2 separate regions of the Rattus norvegicus genome follow, and region 2 is linked to region 1. A link is a contact called in public Hi-C data. All regions are on one chromosome and are shown on one strand. The core of a region is the stretch at or near the end of the contact, and the rest is flanking DNA. Distances in the headings are between cores, read along the strand shown. Region 1 overlaps Tshr (thyroid stimulating hormone receptor). Region 2 holds the start of Gtf2a1 (general transcription factor 2A subunit 1).

What was found. A called contact is a pair of places that touch in the nucleus more often than the background predicts.
Region 2: a contact with region 1 is called in a Hi-C map of liver, with 5 times the contacts expected there. The contact joins the promoter of Gtf2a1 here to the enhancer-like site in region 1. A contact is called at or near these places in 2 of 12 Hi-C or Micro-C datasets (kidney and liver).

What each region holds. Positions count from the first base shown.
Region 1 is chr6:116,148,694-116,153,932 of GRCr8, forward strand. The region is part of intron 1 of Tshr (thyroid stimulating hormone receptor); the gene reads left to right. Among named protein-coding and RNA genes, the nearest start is that of Tshr, 79 kb to the left of the region's middle. Within about 2 kb of position 1,943, at least 2 of the 93 cell types and tissues checked have an H3K27ac peak or open chromatin away from gene starts, as enhancers often do. A contact at or near this core is called in liver, where this site is marked.
Region 2 is chr6:116,250,205-116,255,972 of GRCr8, forward strand. Gtf2a1 (general transcription factor 2A subunit 1) reads right to left here and starts at 2,016. Exons shown (of 9, transcript NM_022208.2): 1 at 1,544-2,016. The coding sequence starts at 1,573.

The DNA.
Region 1 (5,239 bases), core at 693-3,192:
TGACTTTGTGTGCCTTTCCCCTCACAGTCTTCCTCCTGCCAATTTATTTCATAGATGAGGACTTCTGCATCTTCTGAAAGAATACAACTCCACGGCTTCTCAACATTAAACATGAGTTCCTTTCTATCAAATACTACAAAACGTGTGTTTCAAACACAAGGCACGAGTGTCTTGGTTACTATTCCACTGCTGTGATAAGGTACCAGGCCCAAGGCAATCTCTAAAAGAAAGCTTTACTTGGGGCTAAAAGTTTCAGAGGGTTGGTGTCCACGGCCAGGAACATGGCAGTAGGCAAGCAGGCGTGGTGGTAGAGCGGTAGCTGAGAACTTATATCTTGAGAGCCAATCACCAGGTAGAGAGAGATAGCCAACTGAGAATGGCCCAGATCTCTGGGAACCTCAAAGCCTGCCTCCTGTGACATACCTCCTCCAATGTGGCCACACTTCCTGATCCATCAGAAACAGTGACGCCAACCTGGGAGCCAATCATTCAGACACATGGCATCTGGGGCCTTTACCATTCAAACCATCATAACAAGGAATTCAAATCTTTTTGTTTTTCTCTCCCCCAATTTATAAGACTTTTATGCAAATGTTTCATGCTCCCCCCACCTCCCCAGCCCTGCAAAACCCTTTGTTTATACAGGCTCTGCTCTTTGTTTATATAGACTCTGCTCTGTTCTAGGATTAAAGTGATTAGCCCCTTCCCCCTTCGTTTTCTTTGCACTATTTCTTTTAAAACTGACCAATCTCAAAAGAATATGAGGTCAGATTCCAGCCGAATGGGAAAAAGACACAGTCACCACCTTCGATAGAAATAAAATCCAAGTTCACTTCCTGTGTGCTTGCTCTTTTGTGAGCAGCACACACCCTTTTGATCAAAAGTAGTTTTGCCTCGTGGTGACACTTCAATTGGGATGGTAGTCGTGTGTATGTGTGTGTGTGTGTGTGTGTGTGTGTGTGTGTGTGTGTGTGTGTGTGTATGCGTCTGTGTGTGTGTGTCTGTGTGTCTGTGTGTGTCTATGTGTGTGTGTCTCTGTGTATGTCTGTGCGTGTGTCTGTGTCTGTGTGTATGTGTATATGTGTGTCTGTGTGTCTGTGTGTATGTGTATATGTGTGTCTGTGTGTCTGTGTGTGTGTCTGTGTGTGTCTGTGTCTGTGTGTCTGTGTGTCTGTGTGTCTGTGTTTGTGTCTACGTGTCTATGTGTGTGTCTGTCTCTGTGTGTCTCTCTGTGTGTCTCTCTGTGTGTCTGTGTGTCTCTCTGTATGTCTGTGTGTCTCTGTGTATGTGTCTGCGTGTGTGTCTGTGTTTGTGTCTGTGTGTCTGTGTGTGTGTGAGATCCTAAACACCTATCTTCCATAAGAAACAAGATGTTAGAATACTAATGTTTTTTATATGCTAAGGACTTTTCAGTGAAACAAGCCTAGGTGTGAGATTACTATGAACAATCTAACTGCACAGACCTTTCTTATTTGGGACATAGAGACAAGTCACCTGTCTCTACTAGCAAAGTCAGATTTCCTTCTTCTAGAGCTGGAGCAAAAACAAAAGGACCATTTTAAACTGTAGCCTATTCTGCAAAATCTACAGATCAATCCGTGTCATTTTCCATTTCTTTCTGTTTCTGCATTTTATCTACAAGATGCAGATATTTGAGAAGTATAAACCTTGCCCCCCAGCCCTCCCCCAGAAACACACCCATCAGTTTAAACTCATAAACACAAAGGTAAAAAGGCTTTTGTGGCCATTAGGAATCATTGACTCGGGACTGGCGGGTCCAGATACCTCTGAATTAGTGTTTCCAAGAAGGCAGGGAAGATAAACTGAACATAGACAAGAGATTTAAAAGCTCTTGATATACATTTTGAGCCTCTGGGTACAACATATTTGTAGTTCTGGTCACTTCAAATATTTGGGACCAGAGGGCTGTGACCAAAGTTCAAACTCCAAGTGGATCAAAAGTCTTGCCTCTGGAAGTTCCAATAAGTCAGGCTTGGCCAGCTGTCCCCAGCATAGCAAATAGTCAAAAATAGTAATGGAAAAAAAGATTTAGTCAATGTGGCTACATTAGAGAAGGGAACCTGTAAAGGGGTTCAGCAACCCCAAACCCATCTTTGAGGCACCAACATGAGCCTCATGAAAACATTGGTTCTGCAAGATGGGGTGAAGAACTCCTTATCCTTAGAGGGGCTCAGTGTGGTTCCCTGAAGGTGGTTAGTCCTACTCAGGGGTGAGCCTCACTGTGGTGGATAACTACCCTACTTTAGGAGGGTGATTTGTCTTGTGAAGACAACAGTGACTCTGATTATTTTCAACCCTTGTCCTGAAATAGGACGTCATGTGAGGAGGGCAGAACAAACTTCCCTCAACCTGGAGCTGGGAGATGGAAGGATTAATCCATTACTGTGGCCACTGTCCTGGGTAAGGCTCACAAGGAACTAGGTGATAAGTCAGTGTCCCCTATGACCCAGTCTTAGGGCACTCACTTTATAGTCATAAGTGAAAGATTGTATATGGTGTGTTCAGTAAGTTCATGGGCTTGGCTTTCTGTTATGTGTTCCCTGTGTACTTCCACATATGAAAAGGGGTAATTTTTTTTTTTGCTTGTGTGAATAACTTAGCAGCCTGTGCCTCATGATTCATTCTGGAGGTCACTGTTTATCTGCACAATCGGGAGGCACAGTCACCTTACCTCTGCATTTGCAAAGTGGAGGCAGGGCAAGAGCAACTGTCCCACAGTACGGAGGACTTAGGGCAGGACAGTAACTTAGAACAGGGCACAGCTTTTTCTCTGGTCTTGTCTCATTAAAAGAAAAACCATAATCTGAGATCTTCATGGAGATTGTAGCTTCATGGTTTTAAGAGATACAGACGCCTGCCTAAGCATCAGGAGGTACTCAATCCTCTCAGTGTTTGTTGGAGTTCGTCAGACCAAGCATATTTTTCAAGTTAGAAAAGAGAGCAGAGGGTATGCAAACATGGGATGACCGTTTACACTAAGAGTAAAGGTAAATGAATCTGAACCTGGATTTCAGATGCCCTTTTGCATTTTGTCTACACCTCGCTATGAATAAACACAGCAAAAAACCTGTCAGTTAGACTGCGATTGAAATCCAGTGCATGTGATCGTTTCTCATTCTGACACTTCACTTGCTATCGAAGTCAGTCTGTGTTATGATCATCACTACATTAAATTCAACCAACGAGTAGGCTAATGATTTTCATCTTATGCTAAGATGGCTGGCACCCCTCTCTTCATTCTCCTAGAAGAGTTATTGGACATGCTTTATGGTTACTAAGACAGCTGCTCTTAAATCTATAACGTGTGCTGGTGTGTGGATACATGATGGGTGTTCGTAAAGCAGTGATTCAGACAGAAACAGATAGAGGAGGACAGATAGACACACAGAGGAAGCATAACATGTTCAGATTCAAGGTTCATATAAGGTTTTTGTGTTTGAGAAAAGAAAGACTTTAAGAAACAGGAATTATGGGTCTGGAGAGATGGATCATCTGTTAAGAGCACTGGCTGCTCTTGCAAAGGACCCAGGTTCAGTTCCCAACACCCACATGGCAGCTTACAACCATCTGTGACTCCAGTTCCAGGGGATCTAATACACTCTCAGGCTTCAACAGGCTCCTGCATACACATGGTGCACACAAACTCACAGTCACAGACATATAATATTCTCTTTCCCTCCCTCCCTCCCTCCCTCCCTCCCTCCAGGAAAGCGTATAAACACTATTTGAGTCTTAATTGAAAAATATATTAAATTTTATTCATATGCTATTTCTGCTCCTCATCTGCTAGAAGCCACTTCAATCTTATTCTAACTTCCTATTTAATTTGACACATACTATTTACTTTTTTGAAAATCTAATTTTGTACTATTACTATTTTGAGGCAGATCTCTATGTACCCCAGGCTAGACTGAAACTCAGACTTGTCCTACCCCCAACTCCCTGAGTATCAGAATTATAAGCGCACACCACCAACCCTGACTTGTTTCTCTCCTTTGAATAAGGCCAAGTGCCCTAATTTATAGTCAGTGAAAGACGCACTTGAGGTCCATATCACCCGCACGCAATGTGCAGTGTTATAAAAAGTGTACTCTGAGACAAATGTTTCCCCAGGACAAGTCTGTAAGACCACCTCTGGATTCAGGAAACTCGAGCTCTTTTCAGAATACCCAACAGGTGCACTTATTATCCCTCGTTTTCCTTCTGCGGGGCCTCGTTTTCACACACAGATTTTAGTAGAACGAGTTGTTCTCTTAGCATGTGAACTCCAGAATCCTGGATCCACATCAATAAGCTTTTAATCAGCCCAGTTAAGGGGCTGTAACTTCAAGTGAAGACGACTTATGAGATCTGAATTTCTTTTCTTTTTTTTTTAATTTGATAATAAAATCCACATTATTGTAAGGAACACACAAATAAAGACACCACACAGCTAAATTGAGGCAGCCACTCAAACAGTGAATCTCCTAGTATTAATATTAGGCGATTGGACAGCATTGGACTTCATGGTCCAATACTCAGAGGTTGTAAAGGGGTTAAAAATCTACCTCTTTCACTTACCTGCCCTCTATTTGACAAAAATCTTTAGTCCTTTCACAAACTTGGCCTGCCGGTGTTTTGACTAAGTATGTTACAGATAATTTTCAAGTCCTGCCATATAAACAGTTCAGTGAAAGCCTAGATAGAAAAAGGGAGGAAGAAGAGAAGGAAGAAGAGGAGGAGGAGGAGGAGGAGGTGAAGAAAACAGAGAAGAAATGAAGATTGTAGGGAAATAACCTAGCAATATATATGAATCCTGTTTGTAGATAAGGTAGTAGGTAACTGATCCGTTATTTCCAGTATTCAAGGGGCAAACCCAGATGCAGAGGAAGATGAGTAAGGGGACACAGATTTGCCCTTTTGCAAAATGGGTTGGGACCCTGGGGCATAGCTTTTCTATGCAGGATTCTGCTCAAGTTATCACTATACAAAGGGGAAGTCAAAAATTGGAAGGCCTAGATGAATCATAATCAGAATGGAATACTGGAAGACGCTTTCTTATCTATGAGGAGTTCCAGAAAGGAAAGTAGGGGATGCGATACCTTCAGATTTCAGGTCCAACCTAGATGGCTTACAGTTCTGAGAAAGCAGTCCATCAGTTACCACCGTCCTGCAGTGGACCTGGTCTTCTCATGGACATACTCTAAGGACACAGTATGTGCCTTTTCAGTGAACAAAT
Region 2 (5,768 bases), core at 766-3,265, 100 kb after region 1:
TAACTCTACATACACATCAATGGATTGTGAGCACAGAAGCTTCAGTCACCGCGAAAAGCTTCATGCCTTGAGTATTAAGAAAACACTACCAAACTCAAGTCCTCTTTGGGGAAACATTTAACGTACAACGCCATTTTTTTTAAAGCCGAGAATGTTGACAGTATCTCTTCCAAGAAAAAGAAAATCATCCTATCTGATCTAAAACGATTTAAAATTAAACTGTATAAAGGGAAGGAAAAAAGAACAAAACGAGGCTGCAATTCTGGCCTACTTCCCACTACAAACAAAGGCAGTACACTCTAGCTGCCACAGCAAAAACACACTCGGGTCCGTGACAACAGCCTCCTGGCTCCGGAGCGAAATTTCGGCGTGAAGGGAGCGTAGAAATAAACTGAACTCCGCACGCCGGCGCCTCTCGCCTCGGGAGCACGCACCTCCCAGCCCCGCGCTCTGCAGCTCTCACTATTTAAAGCCGGATCTGGTGTTTAAATGGAGAGGCGGTGACGTAGGCCTGAAAAGCACCTTCCCATCCTGGCAGAGTCTATATTAGAGAGCGGCAATGGCTCTATATAAACAGGGCAGCCAAAGGGAGGAGGACCACAAGGCGCAGGCACTGAAAAGCAGGGTAAGCGGCCGCAGCCATGATGGATCGACCCGAGTCGCCAACGGTACAGTGTCGGGCGGCCGCAGGCTGTTCTGCGGCGTTTGGGACCGGGCAAAAAACCCAAGAAAACAAACAAAAAAACAAAACAAAAAAATGTGTTTTATTGTAACAATAAAAAAAAAAGGATCAAGAGTTGGGGTGGCCTAGTGATCACATTGCGTTGGTGACTCTTTTTAAAAGGTTATTTTTATGTGACTGCTTTTTGCAAACCTACGTGATCGCAAGTAACCAAAAAAGGGAGCAGCGGGAAGTAGGCAAATATCAAGGCGAAAGCGGGGGACTCTTGGGCCACTCACTGTAGGCTTTGTTTGTTCTGGTGCTTTTGCTAGTCGAGGATACCGCGGGGGTTTTGCTTCCCCTTCGCCATTTTATCCACTGGGGAGGAACCGAGATAAGTGCTTTCCAACCTTCATCTTTTTTGTCTCTTTTTTTTTTTTTCCTTTCGGAGGATTAGTAAAATCGGCCCCAGCGGAGGCTTCCCAAAGCACCACCTCCAGAGAGCCCCCGAAGGCACGCCCGGCCTTGGCGACGTCCAAGAGGCTCCCCAAACGCGGGGCTCGACCCGCGGACGCTCGGGAGGCTGGCCGGGTCCGGGTCCCGCGTGGGGCCGCCACCCTCCTGCCTGCGCCCCGGGGTCGGCAGCCAGGGCCCAACGGCCTGCGTGGCCCGCCCCGCGGCGCTCCCGGCCTCGCCGCCCTCCGCCCGCCAGCCCGCGGCGCCCCCCCGCCCGGCCAGGCCCGCGGCGGGCAGCGGTGGTGGAGGGCGGAGGGGACCGGGTCGGGAGCGCCGCCTCGCCCGGGCCCGCCCCCGCCCGCCCCGGCCGTTGCCTGCCGCCGGAACCTTTCGCAGCCCCCGCCGGCCACCGCACCACGTCCTTACCACGGTGTTTGTGTTTGCCGAGTTCGCCATTTCCACACACAACACAAACAAGAGAGAACGAGATATTAAAAAAAAAAAAAGAAAAAGAAAAAGAAAAAAAAACTGAGACCCGGAGGGTGACCCAAGTCACCCGCAAGAGTGGGGCAAAAATTTCTCAACAAAACCGATCCAGAAGGAGTAAGAGGCGGGAGACCAGGAGGAGGGGGGCACTCCTCCCGCAGCTAAAAACCTCGAGAATCGCCTAAAGGAAAAAAAAGGGAAAAAAAAATAAGCCACGACCCCTTAGGGGGTTAGGGGGCGTCACCCGCTCCCCCACTCGGCGCCGAGGAGGGAAACCAACACCGGTCACCGCTCCCCGCGCCACCGCTGCCGCCACCGGCTGCAGCTCCAGCCGTCCGGTCCGCCTGCTTCTCCCCTTTATATAGCGAGCCAACAAGCTGCGCGAGCCGCCGCCGTCGCTGCCGCCGAGAGACAGGGCGGAGGGAGGGAGGGGCGGAAAGGGCGGGGGCAGCGGGGGGCGGGGCCGAGCGCGAGACACCGCGAGAACCGCGTGCGCACGCGCGCCGGGGCGTCGCCAGGCCCTGGGTGGGCGGGGCCGCGGAGCTGGAGTAAAAGAAGGCGCGCCGCCGCCTTTTCCAAGTCTCGCGTGATCACGTGGTCGGGGGCGGGGGAGCCCTAGCGGAAGCGTTTCGCGGCGGTGGTCCCGGCGCGTTGGCGGGTTGGCCAGGAGGCGTCACTGGACGAGGCTGGTTTATTTAGGGAACCCAGAGTTCGTGGCTACCTAGCAGGGCATCGGGTGGAGCGGAGAAGTGGAGTAGCGGTGGAGGCTACGGGCTCTCCGGAGGATGGCTGCGTACGGACGGCGCGTCACGTGGCGCGGCTTCCGGCTCCCGCGCGCTGGGGCTTGGGACAGTTTTAAATGCGGAGTCATCTTTTGATTCGTAGAGCTTAGGTCGGGCGAGGAGGAAGTTCGCGCCTTTTGCAAAGGATAGACCTCGTGAAGTTGTGTATAAGTCTAAAGGAGAGGAGAGGAGAGGAAAGCTTTGTGCTCGCTGTATGTACCTTACAGAATTAGGAAAGCCTGTGTTCTCAGCTGTTTGTCTCTACAGATTTAGACTACAAGGTGGTTTGGCTAAAATACCCCCGAAGAATCAGCCTCTACCAACTCACAGAACCTTTAAATGACTTCTTAGGGTGGAGAAGAAAAAAACTTGGATACAACTACCAGATTGGGATACACTAATTACTGCTTTTGTTTTTTAATGTTACCAAAGTGCTGTGATTGCACACAGTGACTAACCATATCTGAAACTTAGGCCCATGACTCACCAACTTGCCAGGCCTGTCACAAGAGATCAGGCAGAGTTCGTCGGTGTCTTAGAATGCAATTCATTGGGAATTTGACCTGTGACGTCCAAGCAAATCCCGCCTTTGTATCAATATTTCAGGAAACAGACTCCTGTTCGGTTGGCAGAATTTAACACTGCCACTTTTCCTGGTCCTAGGAATTTGGGGACAAATAAAGTGTAATGTGGACGTGGGAATTTTATATTCAAAAGGCAACCAAACAACGTCATTCTGTGCCAATGAAGCCAAGTAATAATGGAATATCAAAGACCAGTAGGGCAAGGAAAGATTACAGACTGCTATCACCTCAGGGAAGGGATCAGAGAAGACAGGGGCCGTGCATGCTGAGAAGCTGGGCATAATACCATTCTTGAGAGGTTTTTTTGTTTTGTTTTTAGCACAGGATTTCTCTGTGTATCCCTTGCTTTCCTGTAACTCCGAGATCTGCCCACCTCTGCTTTCACAGTGCACGCCACCTCACTTGCCTCTAGGATTTCTTCAACATTAGCTTCATTCTCTTCTTTAACTTCTTTTTTTAATTTTCTCTTTTTTGTTTCTTTGAGTCGGGTTCTGTAAATTTCAGGACTGCATAGAAACCCTGTAGACCTAGCTGGCCTTGAACTCACAGAGATCTGCCTCCCTCTGCCCTCTGGTGCTGGGAATAAAGGCTTGTGCCACACTACCTCTGAACCACTAAATACACCCTGCACAGGTGTGTCTGGTCTGGAGCACTAGAAAATAACTCACAGGGCATAAGTATTTGAAATTGTGATCCAGTCTACATTTTTAACTTTTTTTTTTAATACTTAGCTTACAATTGTCGTGAGAAACGAGGATCAGGTGTTTCTGCCATCAGTTAAAGACCACTGAAGACAGAACTCAGAAGAATCTATAAACTTTCCTCTCTACAGAATTAATCTTCAGAGGGGATTGATTGGATCTTTGTTGTTAGGTCCGACTTGTGAAATGGGTGTTGTTAATTGGATTTTTTTAAAAGAATTCCTTGAGGAGCTTAAGAGATGGCTCAGCAGTTAGAAGTGATTGCTGCTCTTCCTGAGAACATCACTTCAGGAGACTCAAGCAGCACGGCCCAGCTCATGAAGAACTTGAACACACGAGTGCCGGGATATACACATATATACACAACTGGAAAAATAATCCAATCAGACTACTGGAGGCTCTTTCCATATCTTTAATGTCTAGATTGCAGCAATGCCTCACACATACTGTTCCCCTGTCCAGTGCCCACCCGCCTCTAAGAAACCACCATGGACTCCGTTACAGTGCATTGTTCCTACTTCTTCAATTAGCTGTAGTACCCCTTCAGTCACAAACCAGCTTCAGATATTTTCTGCTCTTGTATCAAAATTCTGAAAAACTTAATGTTTAGCTTCCAAGACAAGGTTGTCCAGAAAACAAACAAAACTGCATCATACTTACATTATTTTTAACCGACCCTCCTTCCTTCTAAAGCTTGAATGACTTATAATTTTAATAGCTCTTTGTATGAAACATACTGGATTTCCAATTTTGAGTTTATAGTTTTAATGTATGTAGACACATAATAGTGCCTTTTTTTTTGTAATGAGTATCTTTCTCTAACTTCAAAATCTTTTATATAGGCAGATAAAAATATCTGTATAAGCCAGGGATGGTAGGCACACCTTTGATCTCCGGCAGAGGCAAGAGGATCTCTGTGAGTTCCAGGATGGCCAAAAGTACGTAGAGAGATCCTGTCTCAAAAGGAAGAGCAACAAAAAAGCCCTGTATATTCTGGAGACCAACACCTCCATGATGATGCCCAAATGGTTAAAATGATCCTTACCTAGTCTACAGATTGAAATGCTCAACTCTTGTCAACATGGGAGAGAAGAGATCCATATTTAAGAAAATAGAGTAGAAACAAAATTCTCCAGTTTTGTGTCTTAAGAATCACGATGAGCTGACTGAAGTGAACCTAGCAGCAACAAGTACACGTAGTACCTAGGTTGTGTGTGTTATTTCAGGTCCGTTGCTTTTGAGACGTTTCTGTTTTCGAATTCTAAGCCACAAGCAGGAAAAGCCTTCCTTAAAACACGAACAAAACCTGAATTTTTTATTTTATAAAATACCTAGAAGAGCCTCAAAACTGACCAATCCAGTAACTTGAAGTAACACTTAATTTCTGGGTTATGATCTTGAACTATTTCTCACTAAGAGCAATCAAAGTTGCTTGGAGATAGTACTGAGGCTGTAACAGGCCCCCAGATCTTAGCACAACTGACTCCATGATGAAAGTACCATCGAGACCATAAAACTCAACACATAACAGCACCACCAGCCAAAACAAAGACCTAATCCGTCAACGTCCATAGAAAAAGTCTCTACAGTACTAACCTTGTTTTTTAGCTTCTGTAGTTCCATTTTTAGCTAACTGTTCTTGTTAACTGAAGTATGACAAACCAAGATACGGTTTTTGAGCTTAAAAGCACACCCTGAGAAAAGGCTCGGGGCTACACTGGAATCCTAAACACCCACTACTTGCCAGCTGAAGACTATTGGCTTAAACCCTGGTATGAATAGTCTTCTCTGGTGGGTACCTTACAACAACTCCATAAACGCTACAAGAAAAATATTTCTTTAGGGACACAGCATGTACATTACTCAGTAGATTATATAGTACACACGAAGCTCAGGGTTCTGTCCCCAGCGCTGCCTAAAACTGGTCACAGTGCTACCAGCCTGTAACTCAACCACTGAGGCAGTAGCAAGAGTATCAAAAGCTCAACATTGGCCATAAATTCATATCCAGCCTGAGTTACATGAAACCTTGTCTCAACAAAAACAAAAACAAAACAACAAAACCTCAAGTATTACTCATCCAAACCAAATGAGGAAT